2 separate regions of the Sus scrofa genome follow, and region 1 is linked to region 2. Evidence: chromatin contacts called from public promoter capture Hi-C data. All regions are on one chromosome and are shown on one strand. Each heading gives the region's core, a stretch centred on a gene start, on an enhancer-like site or on the middle of the called end of the contact. The rest is flanking DNA. Distances are from core to core; before and after follow the strand shown.

Region 1 (6,416 bases), core at 1,363-3,862, 230 kb after region 2:
CTGTAACTTGGTGTGGTGTATTTGTGAACTGATCACTTAAAATTCAGGTATCAAAAGAGAAGAAACATTGATCAAGCATTTCTCAAGCACCTACTAAGGCCCCATCTTAGCTGTGGGAATATGTTATAGAGCAAAAGAAAAATAGACCCTTTGTATATGGAATATACAGGCCATTGAATTAAATAACACTTGAAAATATGTGGAAAATGTGTTGGTGCTGTTCCTCCCAGAAAAAAGGAAGACCATCAGACAAGCACTGCATCCAGAAATATATTAGCTTGAAAAGCAGTTGCAATAACAAGTGACAACTCTCGATGTCACAAGAAATAAAAGAATATCAAATCAGAAGTGTTCTCCCATTTAAGAGGCTTGAGAATACAATTTCTGTGAATCAGTTGTCAGAAAGAAGTCAAAGAAGACAGTTATATAGCTCAGCTTTTTCAAATAACTATTTCACACAAAGTAGTAACATTTCTTCAGTTCACAGTCTATTAAAAATGGTTACTAAACTACTTGGTGAACTATCTGGATAGGAGGCTTCATATGTACAGCTGAATCTTTTAGCAACAAATCCACGCCCATGAGTTGCCTCCATGGAAAACACTGTCTTTCTAAAAGTCTACCTCCTGAAGAACAGTACTATTTAATGGAAAAATCATTAGATGAGCAGATGGGTGGCTGGATATAGATGTTTTAATGAAGATGGTAATGCTGGAGATTTGATAGGATTTTTAAGACTATTTCATAAAAAATCAAATCAAATGTCTGACCAGGAAAAAAGGAAGTTATTTTCTGGGAATGTCACAAGCATTAAGTCCTTGTCACCATGAGCAGTAGAGATATCAAATAATGAATTCCACACTTTTAATAATGATAAAATCACAATTGTTCCACTTTTCACAGAACCATCTTTTTGCAGTAAGTTTAAAGAACATGTCACTTGTACATAATGCTTATCTAGGCATATCAGAAACAAACTATGTGCCAGATTTCATAACTGATGCTGTCGTTCTAGTGTTTCTTTATTGGCACTTAGTGTTTGTCAGGCTGCGGAAAGACAGTAACTAATGGGTGAGGTGGTGCTATGGTTACATTCTGGTTCAATCTACCTGATCCTGTGTGCTGAGAATGTAGAAATAAATCAAGAAACAGGAATGAGATACAGAATGATTCTTAAGAACTCACTCATATATGCATGAGCATAGATATAGTACTGCCTCATCACAAATTTACAGCACATGCATCAGGTGAAAAACCCCCCTGCTAAGTATATAAATTCAAGCATCCGGGAGGTCCCATCATGGTTCAGCAGTAACAAACCCAACTGGTATCCATGAGGATGCAGGTTCGATCCCTGGCCTCACCCAGTGAGTTAAGGACCCTGCATGGCCCTGAGCTGTGGTGTAGGTCACAGACACAGCTTGGATCTCGCATTGCTGTGGCTGTGGTATAGGCCGGTAGCTACAGCTCCGATTTGACCCCTAGCCTGGGCACTTCCATATGCCCTGATGCAGTCCTAAAAGGATAATAAGTAAGTAAGTAAATAAATGAGTAAATTCCAGCATCCATGCCATGTGAAAATAAAAAAAAAAAAGTCGCTTGTACCGTGTGCACAGGAGAACCTCCAATAAGTGCATGAGGAAGCCTGATACTCAAACTCTTCAATCTATGCAAAATTTCATTTAGTTTATTCCTAGGAGCTTTGTTCACACCTTCTTTGGCAAATGAAAAGTGACTAAAAACACATCAAAGCACTGACTGATTAACTTCATATTGAGATATTGAGACTATCCAATAAAGGAAAGAAATTTAAAAAGAAAATTTCACTTCTTAAAAGCTGATATCCAAGGGAATGTAAGAATCAAATAATGTAGAATAATAAAACTAATAACCTGTTTTATAATATTCATAAAGAGAAAAGCATTAAAAGGAGTTAAACACATGATTTCACTACATATGTAAATTCCATGTCTTAAGTTTTACTGGTTAGATAGGTATCATGTATGTGCACAAATAAATCTGTGATATGAATGTTGAAGCTATTAATATGACTAATGTTAAAGATGATCACCACTTTGCCAGATCAGTTCCTAAGTGAAATCATACTAGTTTAGAAATTCTCATGATGTGTTTTTGAGATTCTTGAGAAGCAAAATTTGTCAGGTCTTTTTCATAACTTTCTCCCTGTTTTATTTGAATATGGGTAGTAAATATTTTTGCCTGCCTTAAATTTTTCTAAAAATATCTACTGATATCTAAAAATATACTACCTTTTGAAAATAAATGATCTGTATACCCACAGAGGAGTTTCCTCAGTATCACATCTTTAAAAGGAAGGGATCAGGCAATCTAGCCTCAAGTCCTTGCTTCATCTTTTTGAACCTGCCTATCTCACTTGGAAGCTGAGGACTTGGAATTATTTTATCTCTCAGTCTCTCTCAGGTCTAAAAGTGATTCCAGCAACTTGCCTTGGTACTTTGAGACACTTGAACAGTTTCAAGAGAATCCCAAATCACAATGAAAGAAGTTGCCATTGTATCCATATGGAAGTACAGAACATAACTTGCCAACAGTTGCTGCTCATTACAGCTGATATGCTATAAATGGTTGTTGACACTAAGACCAGATGTCGTGGAAAATCCTGCATCATTAGGAAGCAATGGGGCGGGGAAAGAACCTGTGTGTGAGAATGTCAATAGAATCTATTTAAAAACCAACCTAAAGAGTGATGCATTATAAGAATTTAGAGATAATCTCAATGTATAAATATTAGCATAATAGATTGCACTTAATTTAGAAATATAGACATTTCTCAAGTTATGAACATTCATTACAAACATTCAGCATTCTGCACATTGAAAGGGCCAGCTGCGTGGGAGTGTAATAGCTGGTCACTAATGCATAGATCGTCCCTTACAGAGGATGAGCTCCTGTGATAAAATACAATGGGATTTTACAATTCTGTATATACTGGTGTGAGCTTAAAAGGTATATTAAAAATGTTCATTTGAGAGATGAAGAACGAGCCACGTAGCTTCAAGAGTCTGAGTCACCCAAATCCACATAGTTCATAACGGTCAGGCCCAGGACATAAATCCAGATCTTCACCCTCTCTCTAGATCCTCCTGTTGCCCATTTCTCTCATAGTGCTGTGCCCCCAGGCTCAACCCAAGCTGTGCCGGAGGCCTGTGTTTCTGATCTCACTTTTCTCATTTGTTTTAGGGAATCAAAGTAGTGGAATAGTAGAGTGTCATGGTGATGCTTTGTAAAGAAGTAGCCATTGATTAGGTGAGAGATTCTACGAGTTCAGCTTTTGTGAAATATAAACCCCCACTTATCTTATTTTCTGTAGACATTCATAATCTGAACTAACCTACTTGCCAACAAACTTTTATAGTATGTGTTTTTAAGTCGGAAGTTATAGAAAGGGTAGTAATTAAAGAAAATCAGAATAAATGTGTGGTGCGCTGGTTTAAATGCTGCTTTAGGAGTTCTTGTGATTAAGCCTCCCATATCCTTTCAGAAAAAAATACATTCCAAAGAACTGTATTTAAATCAAATTTGTGTGGTTTTTTCAATGTTTCTTTGAAGCTGGCCATTAGAAGTAATTTGTGACAAAACATTTTTAGAAAGCAGAGAATCCTTTAGTAAAGTCAACAATCATCCTAAGTTTTCAGTTTGCATTCCCTAATTCTCTAATTTAGGTTTGCCTAAAAGATAGGCTGAAACATGAAGCCATTTCAGTGCTGTTAGTTTTTAAATCTGTGCAGTAACCTTGAAATAGCCATGGCTTTTCCTGTGCATAACTGCAGCTGAACAGTCTTCATGGGTACAAGGTGAACACACCGATCCAGATGGATGTATTATTTCCCGGATGACTCACAAGGCCCTACAGAGAGGTCTTCTAGGTCATCTCTAGGTATGAATATTTGCCCCAGTCACTCAGAGGCCATGCGTGATAAGCTCAGGTGTTACCTTTCTTGTAAATTGGCAGATACTTCACGTTTAAGGGCATAATGCATACAGCACTGCCCAGACACTTTTTGATTTACAATAAAAATAACAGCACGTTAAATTGTAAGTTTATTCACTACTGACCCTGGCATTTGCTCAACAAACTCAAATACCGCTTGAGATTTAAAAGACCTAAGACGATTGTGATTTCTAAAGTGATTGGAGGAGTTCCTTTTGTGGCTCAGCGGTTAGCGATGCTGAATAGGATCCATGAGGATGCGGTTCGATCCCTGGCCTCGATCAGTGGGTTAAGGATCCAGCGTTGCTGTGAGCTGTGGTGTAGGCCGGCAGCTGTAGCTCTGATTCAACCCCTAGCCTGGGAACTTCCATATGCTGCGGGTGCAGCCCTAAAAAAAAATAAATAATAAATAAAAATAAAGCAATTAGAACTCTTGCCCTGAATAAGTCTGTGCATGACAAATTAGGACAGATCTGTATTAGCAGAGCTCTCAGAAGTCTCCATGTTTTGTGAATGTGAAGACAGAGAACTAAACAGTCACTTACAATTTAATGTGTTTTTTTCCGAGTTGTTTATTCCATAAATTAATAGCTAGAAATCACATCTTGATTAAATTAAAAGGTACAGGAATGTAGTGGACCATAAATTTTAGTTGTAAAATAAAATGTCAAATATTAATTACAGAGCATGGCTAGACCCTACTGATAAACAGTGTTCCAAGTAATTTTGAACGTTAGGTTTTACTACAAGTTATTTCAGCATGAAGATCTTTCATATTCTTGAGACCCCATCATCCCCAACATCCAAATTAAAATTATTTTGTATTTAGTGTTAAGGTAAAAACCCTATAAGCCCTAAAAAAAATCACAAAATTTTCCTTACAATTACCAATTGTCATAACAGTGATGAATCTGATGGCAGTGAGCAGCAATAGCCTGAAGAAGTCTGGTACTTGATTAAAACTTACTTGCCTACACTCTAGTTCTTGTAGATTTAACCTAATTTCTTCTGAGTTCTGGTTATGAGTCCTTGCTAATTTGCATGGCTGGCTTAATTAATAAATTAAATATTGGTTTAGGCTGTGTTTACACAAGGTCAAAACAACCAACAGAATTAACCAATTCCATAAGAATAAAAAGCCAATTTCATGAAAAAATTGAAATTAGCTGTTTGTCACACATGGACAAAACCAGTTTGGCTGATTTTCAGATTTTTCAAACAGTCTTTTTGGCACTTGCAGAGTCCATTGTTTCCCAGCTTTTCTCAGGCTGAGAACACCTCTAAATTTGCTGGGTCTTACCCCCAGATAAGAAGATACTGAACCACTCTCTCATATGTACATACCAATCCAGACATACATTCATCCAGATACCTGAGGATGATAGGTTCATGGTATGTATTATCAGCCTCCTTTTCCCACCGTCTTCTCCATTCATTTTTTTAAAATCCACAGAGGTGGTCCAGGGAAATTCAACACTTTGCCTTGGTGCTTATTTTCAAAGTACCAGTGTGTCTTGATGCCCCGGTTGGGAAACAGTGGTGTAAACGCAGCCTAATTCCAAGACTAAGTTATCAGTCCTTGAGTAATAATAATTACCCAAGAAAATAAAAATGTGTCTTTCTTACAGTATTCTGAGAACTGAAGATAAATATAGAAGTAATGCTTTGAATCACACTTCGAAGACATAAAATTGTGTTTTAAAAAACTGGCTTATAAAGAGAAAAAAGCCAACTATAACATTTGGCAAATAGTAGTAGACTCTTTCTGCCTTTAAGAATAAACAGATTCTTAAAGACAGCAATTTTAATACATAATTCAGAATAAGACTCCAAAAGTTGTACAGAAATTGTTTGGAAACATTGAGGAATCAAAATCACTACATTCGGGTCCAAACTCTTGAAGTCAACTAGGATTTAATTTGCACAGTTTCATTTGCCAAATGTCTGTAGATTGGTCCAACTCTTGTTATCATTTTGCCAAGTTTCCTTCTGCTGAAAATGTCTGTGCTCTGCTAGGCTTCTAAGCCAATGTCCGTGGCCAAGTCTGGACCTCAGTCAGCCCTTGGAAGCATGTGAGCAGGTCAAGACAGGTGCTCCCATTCATTTGATCTTTCCCCAAGTGTATTCTCTCTTCACCCCAGTATCTCTCCAGTACCCTCTGCATCTGTCTGAAACCTGCACACATGATCATTTGTAATCATTTTCTAACCGTATTTTCCCTGGGATTTAGGAATGACAGTCTCCGGGAGAGAGGACAGTGCATGACTATTTTGTTGGGTTTAGTTTTTTGTTTTGTTTTTTTTCCCCTAATCTTATAAAATGTTAGTTTTGAATAGTCACTTAAAATAGGTTCTCACTTCAGTCTCTCTTTTTTCTTTCTAAATAAAGCCTGAGAATTTGCTTTTAGCTAGCAAATCCAAGGGAGCAGCTGTGAAACTGGCAG
Region 2 (6,575 bases), core at 2,398-4,897:
GAGGTAGAGGCAGACTGTGTGGGAGGAAATTTCCAATAGGAGCTGGCAACACATGTCTGAAACTCAGGGAGAGATGGGATTTGGAGATAAAGATTTCAAAGTCATTAGCATTTTGATATCTAGTGGACTTGGCTTTCCATTTTCACTTGCTATGAGCCTGAGAGGACAGAGGGCCCTGCTTGACCCCCTTGGGAGTTTATACCCCTTCTTTTCCCCATCTCTGATAGTGGGTGGTCAATGACTGCCTAGTGAAGGAATAGCAAAGTCCTTGCCTGAAGGGGAACAAAATCTGGGTGTAATTCATACTCTGAGCTGCTAGTAGAAAGAGCTGCAGTAATTGAGAGAGTGGTCAGGGAAGGCCACATCAATAAGGTAATTATTTGAGAAGATACTGGAAAGAGGTGAAGAAATGAGATGGGAGGATAACTAAGAGATGAACATTCTGGGAAGCAGAGAACAGCAAATGCAAAGTCCCTAATCAGGAGCATGCTCCAGGAACAGCAGAGGCCAGTGTGGTTGGAGTAGAGTGAGCCAGGACACAAATTGAGGCAAGAAGGCTCATGGAGTAGAGGTGGAGGGCAGGTCCTCTAAGGTCTTATAAGCCATTTCTAGAATTTTCTTTTTAGTCCAATGGCAATGGGCTGAAATCTTCAGCAGTTTTTGCACAAAAGAATGGTTTGTCCTGAGTCTGTAAGGGGCGCCTTCTGGCTGTTTGTGCTGAGACTGGGATGAAGGCAGGCCAGGGCAGAAGCAGGAGCCAGGAAGAAGACAAGAGATGACAATCCTAATGAAATTTCAGAGTAACTTTAGAAGGATTTCTGTCTTAAGGAGGTCCAAAAAACAGAAATAACTGTCAGTATTTGTTAAATAAGATACAAATTTTAATTAGTCCAAAATATAGATCAAGGAACAGTGCAAATATAGATTAAGCAGTGTTTGTTTTGAGTACACATTTATTGTCTAACAATACATTAGTATTAAAACGCAGTTATGTTTTCTTTCTTGTATTGCATAATTATCATAACCATTTACAATTATGGGTGGTTTAAATAACTGAGATAAATACAGTAATTATGTAGGCCTCATTACTTGAATTTAAAAAAAAAAAAAACAATTTTCTTCCCAGAGTTGTAAATTGTATATTACCTTTATTTATTGCTTTAATTTTACTTCTGTTTCATTTTTAGATTCAGTGAAGAATATTAATTACATTATAACCTGGAACCCTATTGCTAAATATTTAAGATATTTATTAAAAATCTTTAGCCTGGACTAAAATGGGTCTCTCAATTTTCTAGCCCAATTATTAATATTTAAACATGTTGTTGCTTGTCTTCATATAGTTTTTGGCATCATCTTTTCTTTTTTTTTTTTTTTTTTTTTTTTGTCTTTTGTCTTTTTAGGGCCGCACTAGTAGCATATGGAGGTTCCCAGGCTAGGGGTCCAATCAGAGCTGTTGCTGCCAGCCTAGGCCAGAGCCACAACGCCAGATCCGAGCTGGTCTGCGAGCTACACCACAGCTATGGCAACTCGGGATCCTTAACCCACTGAGGGAGGCCGAGGACAGGGATCAAACCTGCAACCTCATGGTTCCTAGTCGGATTCATTTCCCGATGCGCGCCACGACGGGAACTCCCGGCATCATATTTTCTAATATCCCATTTTACACAGTATTTATTTTTTACAGTTAGGAATCAAAATATGTACAAGCCCAATTTTGTTATAAGCATTAAAAATTGTAAACATTTTTAGAACTTTTGTAAAAGCTCATTTATTGGCAGAATAACATTTCCGGGCCAGGAAATAAGGGCACTAATTAGGATTACGTGTGACCGGTGGACAAGTTCACTAATAGCAGCCTTTGGGAGCAAGCAGTATCTCTTTAAATCTTAGATTCTCTGTATTCCTAGGTATCTTTCATCTTCCACCTGTGAAATTTTGAGTCCCTGACGTAATGCTAACAATGAACAAATTACCAATAGAATTGCAAGGTTTTTAGAGTCCCCGTGCTGTAAAACAAAAGGCAGTGCTTTCGAAAAGGCTGCACAACTTTTTAGGTTTTGGTCTGCCTCTAAATTTGCAAATGCATAGTTTCTTAAAGACACAAGGCTGGAAGGAAGGCCCAGGGGTAGTTTTAGCAATCAGCAATTCATCTATTTTAAATGTAAGGGAAAATTTTTTCTCGTATTTACTGTAAACAAATATATATGCTAATGAACAGAACGTAGGGCTAAACTGTCAAGTGGTTTTCCAGACAGCCATTTACGTAGTACATTCAAGTGACACTATCCGACCAGATCTCTGAGCTTGCAAGCAAAGCACACGCGACCGCTCCTTTTCCTTTTCCAAAGCGAAAGGGACTCGACCCGCTCACGTGATGCAAGTGACATCAGTCCCTACCAGGTCGCGTGACCGACACCCAACCTTCCCACCACCCTGCCCCCACCACCAGAGCAGAAAATCTCGCGAGAAACAGCCTTACTATCAGAACTTACTGAGGTTACCGGGGAGTTACTCAGAAGGGAAGGTGTGGCCGAGTGGCGGAGTTTTTCCTTTCATTCTGTTAACGTTTATGGCCGAGGCGAAGGCCTTCGGGAATTGCCAGAGTCTGAGCAACCCAGCATAGAAAACGGCGGGGGCGGTGGAGAGTGAGGTGGCAGTCATATCAGAAGTGAAACGTGGCGCGGCGGGCGTCGCCCCTCGCTGAAGAGGCTGTAGGGGAGGGAGGGACCCCGCTCTGGGCGCCTGGTAGCGGGCGGCGTGGCTCGTGCTGGGGTGGGCCAGACAGTCATTGGGAGGTGTGGGAGCGACAGCCATTGGGGGGGGGGCTTCTCTGGAAGCAGTCGATTGCCCACATCCGGCCCCCGCTCTGTCAACAAGAAGCCGCGTAGAGATGAAATGCCTGCACCCCTCCGCTTCCACCTAGGGCACTGCGGTTCGGAGCAGTCCTTGGTGCCCCGCGCCCACAGTCGGGCTGGGGGAGGGGTGTTTCTGAGAGACCCCCGGCGGTAGCCCTCGGCAATCCTTGAATTAACTCGCATCTTGCAGCGAAATCAGCCCCACGTTTAGGCAGGAACCTAACTGCGGGTTTAATTATGTGATTTTGACGTCTCGACTCATTCACCTAAACCCTCTCCAGGCTTCTCCCCTGAACATCCTCCTCCACCCACCTGGTCTCTACCTAGACGGGTGCGCGCGCGCGCGTGTGTGAGACCCAGAGACAGAGGAAAAGAGAAGGGACAGGGTTAGAGTCGCTAGAAGGAGGTGTGGGACCAGCCAAGAGGGGGCTTCGCGAGGGAGGGGTACAGGCAGGCGGAGGGAGCGGCAGGAGGAGGCGCTGGAGAGGAGGCGGAGGCCTGGGGAGGGCAGGCGAAGCTTCGCCTGAGCCGAGCGCTCTTTCTTTCGCCGCGCAGTCTCGGTGCGGTGCGGGCTCGTGGGGAGCGCGAGGCTGCCGAGGTGCCCGCGGGAAGGAGGCCGGCCCCGGCGCGTCCCGCGCCCGAGCCTGCTGACAGCTGCAGCTGGGCTCGAGCTGTCCGCTCTAGGCTCCGCGGCCTCCGCCCCCTCGGGCTCCCTCCCCTCCGCCCCTACCCCTCCTGCCCCGGTGCGGATCGTTTCGCAACTGCTCGCCTCTCGCCCCATGCCCGGCTGTTTTCTATTTCCCGGCCCCTCTTCTTGAGTACTTTGGCCCCTGCATTTGGGGAGAGGGGCTTGCAAGGGAGCGGCGGAGCGTCCAGAGAAGAAGGAAGCGAGGCCGGGAGGAGGAAGATCGGCGGACTGTAGGGAGGAGACCCCACGCCACCCTTTCTGGTCCTCTCCCCTCCCGCCCCGCCCCTACGCACACTCCCTCGCCGGCGAGCTACTTTCGGACGGGAAAGTGAGGGCGGCCCTGGGTGACAGCGCTGCTGGGCTAGTCCCGGGGAAGCCGCGCGTCTGCTCGCGTCTTGTCCGCCGCACTCCCAGCCAGGGGGACAGCCCGGACCGAGGATGGCTTCAACTACAACCTGCACCAGGTTCACGGACGAGTATCAGCTTTTCGAGGAGCTTGGAAAGTAAGCGCCTTTACCCGGCACCCGCAAGTCCCCTTTCCAGCAGAGGGCGGGTCGTGTTACCCCCTACCCACCGGCTCCCGCGTGGGGCGAGGGAGTTTGGGAGACTAGAGGAGAGGGGGCAGGGCCCCTGGTGTGTCAGCTTGGAGGAAGGTGTTGACCTAGTAAGGGGAGGGGGCAAAGAAGGGGAAAGACCCTCTATCCCGGCTATGGCCCATTCCGATCATCTTTAGCCCACCTTTCCCCACTCCCCCACCCTCTTGACTTAGTGGATTTACGACCCTGCAGTTGTAGCTGTCATCCTGAGATGTGTGTGTGTGTATGGAGGAAACAAGAACCCATGTAAAATGCAACATAGATCATGTTTTCTGTAAATAGAGATGCCTCCTCGTTCGCCGGCGTGTTGGCCGCAAGACCCACGTACGGATGAGAACTCACTACCACAGACGGTGCCATATTTATTGATGCCGAAAGTTCAACTTGGCTTAGAGTCTGTTTCGCATCCAGTAGTTGTTCTGTCCAGGAAAAGGGCTACCCAAAGGAACCCGACCCCCGTCCCATATCCACTATTATTCTTTACTAGATTACTCGTTCTTCATCATCCTTCCTAGGATGTACGTGTACCTCTTCGCATTCTCTGGGAGGATTTATTTATACAGGCAGCGGAAAAGCCTTCTGGAGACCGGGAGAGAGCTTCCCAGGGGTAGCCTAGCGTTGTATAAAGCGACCTCCTAACACCTGACTGGCAGAACTACTTGGTGATGTTAAGGAAGGGGCGAGAAGACCTACTGAGAGAGAACCTGTGCAAAAGGAACCTAAGGGCTGAGCCGTGAACGTTAATTTGTGTAGCATCAAACCCAATTTCTTTACCGCTAGTTTCCAACATTACTTTAGAAAGCATTTATGTGTGTGTTGTTGTTTTATACAGTTGAATTAAAGGACGTTAACTATCTTTTAAATGTAATGAGGATCATACCCTTATGTATTTATGTTGTCTGCTGTTAAAACATGGAGAATATGTCGGAAGAGCAGCTTAATTCAAATCTCTCCCCTCCCCCAACCCAAAACAGGGCACAGAGAAATCACCATAGCAGGATTTGTTAAACCGCACACAAATGTTCCTAAGAATTATATTTTAATGAAAACAATCGCCATATTTACTTACTTGGAGCCAGGTTAATTTTTTTTCCCCTACCAAAATAAATATGCAGCAGATTTTTGCTGCTCCTCTTCAGCTCTGCTCTTTGCAGGTTTTTCTCAAAGCATTTGGTGTGTGTGTGTATTATAAAATGTTTTCAAATTTCATGTGCAAACAAGAGCCGTCATAATTGCCAGTTCCTTTAATTTTGTTAATTAATAATGTGTGCTCCCAGTTAAATAAAATCCAATTTTATTCTTCAGCACTGAAGAAGGTCAGAGTTTCCAGGAAGAATTGTTTCCTTTCATGGGTATTACTGTTGTGCACTGATATTTGACAGCTCATAACATTCAGTAAAAATGCTCAGATGTAATTTTTGAGTACAATATCAGAGGTGATTATATTGATGACCTGCTAATTATTGGTTTTCAGGGGGGCATTCTCAGTGGTGAGAAGATGTATGAAAATCCCTACTGGACAAGAATATGCTGCCAAAATTATCAACACCAAAAAGCTTTCTGCTAGGGGTGGGTATTTTCAACCACATATATATGTATATATTTATGTTAATTTTCTATTTGTCCTGTTTGTTGTTGGTTCTGTTGTATGTAAATATGCCATTTAGTTATAATTGTAGCCTTAGGTATCATATTACATATTGAGATTATTTCCTTCCTGAATGCCTCTTAGTATGTATAGTTTAAAAATAAATGACAAAATACAATTGTTATTTGATAAATTGTTAAAATTCTATCGTCCTAAGAGTAGTAGCATAAATAACTATATATTAAAGCAAATAAATGTCACTAAGTGCATTTTGCCTTTAGCTCTACTGTAAAATAACTTTCAGAAAAACCCTGGAACGGAAAAAATGTAAGTCTCACTACTGTCATTATTCCTTTTCGCTTTTGAGAGGAAAAATAGGTCATAGCTCAGCTGAATCATATATTTCAATTGTAGTTACACTTGAACTTAATTCATCAAGGTATATTTAACAGTAATGGCTTTGGGAGGAAAATTTTATGGATGCTATATTCTAAGACGGTCAGCTTGATTTTGATGTTTCTGTGCAGTTCAGACCTTTACTTGAACATCTGCAGTAAGGCTTCTCCCAGACTCATGTAATGTATTTTACACATGCTTTATAACCACAGAGATAATTCATACTCATAAAATAGCTGTTGACATAAGCAAAAAACTTGGAGGGGCCTTACTGCATTCTTTTTATTTTGTTGAACTCATGCAAAAGTACTTATACTGAAAGGTTAGGCATTCCAATTATTGTGAGCACGTGTCTAAGGTATTTTCATGGGGATTTATGGTTTGATGAAATAAAAATGAAATTAAAATGAGCAAAATGCCATAGTGTAAGCCCATTTCAGTGACCTGGT

The links. Promoter capture Hi-C pulls out the DNA fragments that hold promoters and counts their contacts.
Region 1: a contact with region 2 is called in a promoter capture Hi-C map of fetal skeletal muscle, with 5 times the contacts expected there. The contact joins the enhancer-like site here to the promoter of CAMK2D in region 2. A contact is called at or near these places in 3 of 5 promoter capture datasets (fetal liver, fetal skeletal muscle and liver), 16 of 47 Hi-C or Micro-C datasets (alveolar macrophages, brain, embryonic fibroblasts and 9 more) and 2 of 2 datasets of contacts at active chromatin or transcription factors (alveolar macrophages and skeletal muscle).

Annotation. Positions count from the first base shown.
Region 1 is chr8:109,144,104-109,150,519 of Sscrofa11.1, forward strand. CAMK2D (calcium/calmodulin dependent protein kinase II delta) reads left to right here. Exons shown (of 20, transcript NM_214381.1): 7 at 6,362-6,416. Among named protein-coding and RNA genes, the nearest start is that of CAMK2D, 230 kb to the left of the region's middle. Within about 2 kb of position 2,613, at least 3 of the 83 cell types and tissues checked have an H3K27ac peak or open chromatin away from gene starts, as enhancers often do. A contact at or near this core is called in fetal skeletal muscle, where this site is marked.
Region 2 is chr8:108,912,372-108,918,946 of Sscrofa11.1, forward strand. It overlaps CAMK2D (calcium/calmodulin dependent protein kinase II delta), which reads left to right and starts at 3,648. Exons shown (of 20, transcript NM_214381.1): 1 at 3,648-4,049; 2 at 5,617-5,711. The coding sequence starts at 3,985.